Regions from separate parts of the Mus musculus genome. Here region 1 is linked to region 2. Evidence: chromatin contacts called from public HiChIP or PLAC-seq data. All regions are on one chromosome and are shown on one strand. Each heading gives the region's core, a stretch centred on a gene start, on an enhancer-like site or on the middle of the called end of the contact. The rest is flanking DNA. Distances are from core to core; before and after follow the strand shown. Region 1 has its middle 25 kb from the start of Gm30999. Region 2 has its middle 17 kb from the start of Gm30950.

Evidence for each region. HiChIP or PLAC-seq counts read pairs in DNA pulled down with a chosen protein or histone mark.
Region 1: an H3K27ac HiChIP or PLAC-seq map of embryonic stem cells shows a contact between it and region 2, with 8 read pairs. The contact joins two enhancer-like sites. A contact is called at or near these places in 23 of 484 Hi-C or Micro-C datasets (the AML12 cell line, the G1E-ER4 cell line, the N1E-115 cell line and 16 more), 3 of 115 datasets of contacts at active chromatin or transcription factors (all in embryonic stem cells) and 1 of 9 other capture datasets (embryonic stem cells).

What each region holds. Positions count from the first base shown.
Region 1 is chr13:64,029,854-64,032,912 of GRCm38.p6, reverse strand. No RefSeq gene overlaps it. Among named protein-coding and RNA genes, the nearest start is that of Gm30999, 25 kb to the left of the region's middle. Within about 2 kb of position 1,477, at least 6 of the 459 cell types and tissues checked have an H3K27ac peak or open chromatin away from gene starts, as enhancers often do. A contact at or near this core is called in embryonic stem cells, where this site is marked.
Region 2 is chr13:63,943,035-63,946,052 of GRCm38.p6, reverse strand. It overlaps the pseudogene Gm7695. Among named protein-coding and RNA genes, the nearest start is that of Gm30950, 17 kb to the right of the region's middle. Within about 2 kb of position 1,287, at least 16 of the 459 cell types and tissues checked have an H3K27ac peak or open chromatin away from gene starts, as enhancers often do. A contact at or near this core is called in embryonic stem cells, where this site is marked.

The sequences.
Region 1 (3,059 bases), core at 228-2,727, 87 kb before region 2:
GCCAACCTTAGCAGCTAGCAGCTGTTCTTAACCTGGGAGTCAAAAGATCCTTTTATAGGTGTTTCCTAAGACAATTGGAAAACACAGGTATTTACATTATGATTCATAACAGTAGCAAAACTATCATTATAAAGTAGCAACAGAGTAACTTTATGGTTGGGGTCATCACAACATGAAGAACTGTATTAAAAGGTTGCAGCATTAAGGAGACTGAGAATCCCTGGGCTAGAGGATGCTTTTCTATCACTGCCAGTGACTATGTTGCATGCCTACCTGCCTTGCAGGTAGGGCTCATCCTTTGCAGGGCTTCCCACCCATCATTTTCCTTGGGTGCTTTTTTCCCTCTTTATGTGTATGTGTGTGGTATGTGTAGAACAGCCAATTTAAGCTTGTCCCTGACTAGCTCACAAGTGATGAGACTCAGACTGTGGTTATTTTATTTGTCTTTGACAATTCCTAGGGGGTAACCCCTAATCTGCTCTTCTAACTGCTGGCCTGGTTACTTCCCCAGAGGTGTACCCCAAGTACTTGCTGTTTCTCCTGGCCATGTGCTCTTCATCCATCTCCCCTCACGGCAGCGTCCTCTTTCCTCCCATTCTTCTTTCTCGCCCCACCTTGTCCAACCAGGTCACTCCAAACCCCCTATCTCTAATCTCTCTAGTAATTGACTGTAGCCAATTTTATTTAACCAAAAGATTTATTTATTTATTTATTTATTTATTTATTTATTTATTTATTTATTTATTTATATGGTTTTTTCGAGACAGGGTTTCTCTGTGTAGCCCTGGCTGTCCTGGAACGCACTTTGTAGACCAGGCTGGCCTCGAACTCAGAAATCTGCCTGTCTCTGCCTCCCGATTTGCTGGGATTAAAGGCGTGCACCACCACGCCCAGTTTAACCAATAGTTTTAAATCAAAGAACAAAGTTTGCACAACAAAAGCTTGTAAGCCCAGACCTTCCAGTATAGAATTTAGCATTACAATACATAGCAATAGACCAAACCTCAATACATATATATGTATTCGTGTTCAAGTGTGTGTTTACAGGGACCCAGGGTTGATAGTGAGAATTTTTGATTGGTCTTTGAAGTAGGGTCTCTCAGTCAAACCCAGAACTCACAAATGTGGATGGTCTACTTGTCAGCCACTTAGATGATTCCCGTCTCTGCCTTCTGAGGCCAGGATTACAGGCACTCTTATAGACCCTCTGGATTTATGTGGGTTCTGGGGACCTAAACTCTGGTCCTCTCACTAGTGTGGTAAATGCTTCAGCCACCACACCGTGTCCCCAGTCCCAAGTACTGTATTTTGCAATCATTGTATCACGAGTTATATTTAGAAGATTTTTCATAAGATGGGAGTTGGTAGAGGGTTGGAACCGGGCAGCATTCTTAGGAAAGCATCTACACTTACCTTACCTCTGCCACCTGAGGCCACTCTCCACCTGGAATGCTTTGAACTGAAGCCACACCTCCAGGGATGTTTGGTTGTGGCTTTTTTTCCCTTCAATTCCCTGAGTGGAGGGTGGAGCAGCCTCTGGGTGACGCCTGTGTTAAGTTTCTCACCTTGGGTGGTCCCTAGCCATCACTATCTTTTGCCTAGATGCTCCAGGAGGTTGTGAAAATTGAAGCTCAGATGTGCCAAGTTCTGTTAACACCTCCAGGGCAGAAGGGCTTAGAATCCAGCAATCTCTGCCTTCACTTAGGCTTGGCCTGATAAGCATCAGATTTTTTTTTTTTTTTTTTTTTTTGTGCTTTGTAACAGGTAAAGAAATTTTGTTTCAATGTCTCATATGCCTTTATTGGGAAAGGTGGTTTAAATCACAGCCCATGGTGGTCCCAGAAGCCTTAGCAACTCCCTACTGAGGCTTTTAGACTGGAGACTGTTACAGATCCTGTTCTGCCACTTGGGCCTCTGCCAGGAGTCAAAGTCTAGTCACCATGTGTGGGTTATTGCCTACTCATCATCTCTTGCTGCCGGTCAGTCAAGATGACCCAGGACCTGAATAACCTCTATTCCCAGAAGTTTGGGATGAGTGATGAATTTGTGGTGGGTACTACTAGGAAACAATTTTTCTTTGCTTTCTTCCCCTGCCCTGATATTTCCTCTGGCTTATTTCAAGGGCCTTTGAGATAAAATCCAAGAGAAACGATGTTGCTCTCCTGGGGCAAGAAACAGATTTAAAACAAAGGACTTTGAATCCCAACATTTTAAACAAAGAATCTAGAAAACACCTTTGCCTTAACCTAGCTTTGAACAAACTTAATGGGGCCACGTATCCCATCTCCCACAGGCATAAAATGTCATTTTTTAAAAACTTAAATTTTAACTAATTAATTTCTTTTAAATATATTATGTGTATGGGTGTTTTGCTGCATGTAGGTCTGTTTACTATGTGTGTCCCTGATGCCCTATGGAGACCAGAAGGGGACAATGAAGCTACTAGAACTGGGGTTAAAAACAGTTGTGAGTCACCATGTGGCCTGGGTCCTCTGGAAGAGCAGCCAGTGCTTCATGTTAGACTGGTGGGCCAATGACCTTATCTGGGTTTTATTTATTTATTGTTGTTTTTGATACAAAGTTTCTCTATGTAGTCAGTTCTGACTGGCCTGCAACTCCATCTGTAGACCAGGCTGGTCTGAACTCAGAGATCCACCTGCCTCTGGCTCTGGAGTGCTGGGATCAAAGGCATGTGTGCCATACTCTGCTTGCCTTATCTTTGTTTAAAAATATTTGTCTATACACTATACACTATAGCTGTCTTCAGACACTCCAGAAAACGGCATCAGATTTCGTTACGGATGGTTGTGAGCCACCATGTGGTTGCTGGGATTTGAACTCAGGACCTGTGGAAGAGCAGTCGGCACTCTTAAACGCTGAGCCATCTCACCAGTCCCCTTGCCTTATCTTTTTAATGTGTGGTCTGGGAACTGAATTCCTGTCTTTGGCCTACTGCGGCTAACACTGACTAAGCTATCTCCCTAGCTTTACAAAGGGTAATTTAAACTCCAGTAAAATTCATAGACAATAAGAAGACAGTAACACACTGAATTTACATA
Region 2 (3,018 bases), core at 38-2,537:
AGAAGGTATTGTGTCTGGCCGTCGCTGTCGGCCACGTGAAGATGACCGATGATGAGCTGGTCCACAACATTCATCTGGCTGTCAATTTCTTGGTGTCCTTGCTCAAGAAAAACTGGCAAAACGTCTGGGCTTTGTACATTAAGAGCACCATGGGCAAGCCCCAGCGTCTGTATTAGGACGCTCCAATAAACCTCAGTGCTGCCACTCAAAAAAAAAAAAAAAAAAAAAAAAAAACCAAACCAAAACAAAACAAACAAAACAAAAAAAACAACCTACCAGAACGGAGGAAGCTTTTTAGTCAGTAGTTTGATCTCTCCATGTCCTGTGACCAATGTTTGTGGTGTCTTCGGCAATAGGCTATTATCATCCAGTTCTGGTGGGCAAGCAAGAGCAGTAGTAATAGTATTGCGCTACAGGTCCCCAGGGCATCCTGACCAACAACTCAATGGGGGAAGGTGTCGCATACCTACCACTGAGATTTGTATTTGGCAACCCATGACTTCTTGGAGAAGCATTATCCCCCATATAGGATAACTCCAATTAAACTCACATATATATGAAGTTTGTAAAATATTAGGTTTTCATATGGCTTTTCAAACATCCTTAACGTTAGCTGTCATCTGCCTTATTCACTGAGGCAAGCTCTTTCAGCAAATCCAGACTCACTAGCCAGCTCAGGGCTGCACACTCACGTAGCATTTCCATGGTTTCTAACATCCAAATTCTGGTCCTTAGGCTTATACAGTAAGTACTTTAACCTCTGAGCCCAGTCTCCAGCCCCCAACCTTCTACATACTTCATGAAGAACTAGGAGAGAGGAGCTGAAAATATCCAAACATGAAGAAGTAATAAGAGACGAGAGAGCTGGCTGTCTGATGGGACACAATACACTTTATATCCACACACACGGAAGCACTGTGCCGTACCCCGTAAATGCACACGGTCATTGTACTGGGTTACAATAAACATGCCATCAGAAAAGAAAATCTGTCACCTAAGCTAGTTCCCAATGCTTGTTGGAGCCTGTGATATAGAGATCTGTGTATTTGTCAAACCCCTGAAGAAACGGAAATTTTGGCCTCCGAAGGTTCCAAGGCAGTGACCTTGTTATTGTTCCTAGGGTAAGCTATTTTAATATTTCTCAGTATGTCAGCACCGAGTGCTTCCTCCTAATCCCACGTGTAAAATCTATCTGAAAAGGCCGCATAGAAACCAGAAGAACACTGCAACAAAAGAACCCAGCGACAAGGGGACGTTTACATAGTCTCTTGAATAGCTGAGTTCCAGGGGGCCACAGCAGCAAATGCAACAATTCATGTGCAACCAATCCTGAAATGTTCCTTGCAGGAGGTGAGTTTTGAGTCACATTTTAAAGGCAGTGAAAGCCATTGACTGAAGCCAGGAAACTGGGAGGAAATGATTTCTCCAAAACCACGAATCTTAAAGCAAGACAGACTCAACATTTTCCTTCTGCCCTGAGGGAATAAATTATCCGAGACAGATGAGGGGCAGGGAGGAGGGTGTGAGATCAGGTAGGGAGAAGTGGGTGGAGAGTTGCTCAAGGAAGCAGCCTGGGTTGTGTTCTGAGGCAGTACTGATGGGAGAGGTTAGTCTCTGAGCAGCCATGAGGAACCAGGGCCATAGTCATGGAAGACTGACTGACAGGCTGCCGAAAGTCGGAGTCTCTTAGATGAGCAGAGACGGCGGCTGGGATGGTTGAGGGAGAGAGTAGGGCAACTGGGAGAGACAGTGAACCACATGGGATGCACATGGGGAGCAGTGCTAAGGGATCCTTCCAGATCTACTAAGGTCAAATACCGTGATGTCGGCAAGCTAGCTCAGGGAGCAAAGGAAATGCCTGCTGCCAAGCCCGAGGACCTGAGTTCTATCCCCTGGGCCCTTGTGGTAGAAGGAGAGAACTGATCTCCACATGTGTGCCTTGGTGCATCACACACACATACCTCGCACACACACCCCCACACACACCCCTCCCGCACACACACAAGCACTGCACATGCATGCACTCCACATGCAAGTAGAGAATTGGCTTGTAGTATTCAGTTATAATACATGCAAAAAAATTTTTTTAAACTATCCTCATTCCCATTTCATTGGCCAGAACAAATCAAATAGCTATGCCCATCTTGAGATGTGCCAAGGGAGAGCGATGGGCCCCATTTTGGCCCTGGTTTGGGCCTTGAGGACAAACCCCGAGCCTGTCTCAAGTTCTGAGACCCGTCTGTCACTTCCTTATTGGAGTGACTCAGCAAGACCTGTTTGACCCTGCCTCTGCCTGGCCGTTGCTGATGTAGAGCTTTCCCGTCACCCTTCCCTGCCTCCTATGTCATCTTTACCCACCAAAATCCCCTCTCCCTATGTTCCGATTTTATATAAGTGAGAAACTGATGCCATAAAGTTGAGTTCCTGCTTCAACAAGACTCCCGGCTCAGCTCAGTGTGTTTCTTTTGGGCTGTTTACTCTCCATTTAGCTCAGCCCCAGAGAGACCCTGGTGGGATTGGTACCTCTCTCCTCTCCTCTGGACCTGCCAGCCTTGCCAGCAGGAGAGGGAACCAGAGACTTAGTAAACATATCAAAGCATGCTATACCCAGGAGTGCTGCATACACAGCTGCTTGGGGTCTTCTGTAGGGCCCTGGTATTTGCAGGCTGTAGATCCTACACAACGCTTGTGTGTAATCACAGACTTCATACTTCTGAGACACTTTCTGGACCTCTCTTTTCACTTCAGTTTCTTAAGACAAACTTCAAAATCTTGATCTCAACACTTGTAATGACCAGTTTAATGGTCAACTTTGCATAGCATAGAACTGTCTGGGAAGAGAGTCTCAGTGAGGAATTGTTTACATTGGCCGGTGGATATATCTGTGGAAGATATGTCTTAATAAGGTTAATTGAAGTGGGAAGACTCAGTCCACTGTGAGTGGCACCATGCCCTTGGCAAGGGGCACTGAACTGTACAAGAGTAAAGAAATAGAACTTAGTGCAAGCAAGTAGTGAG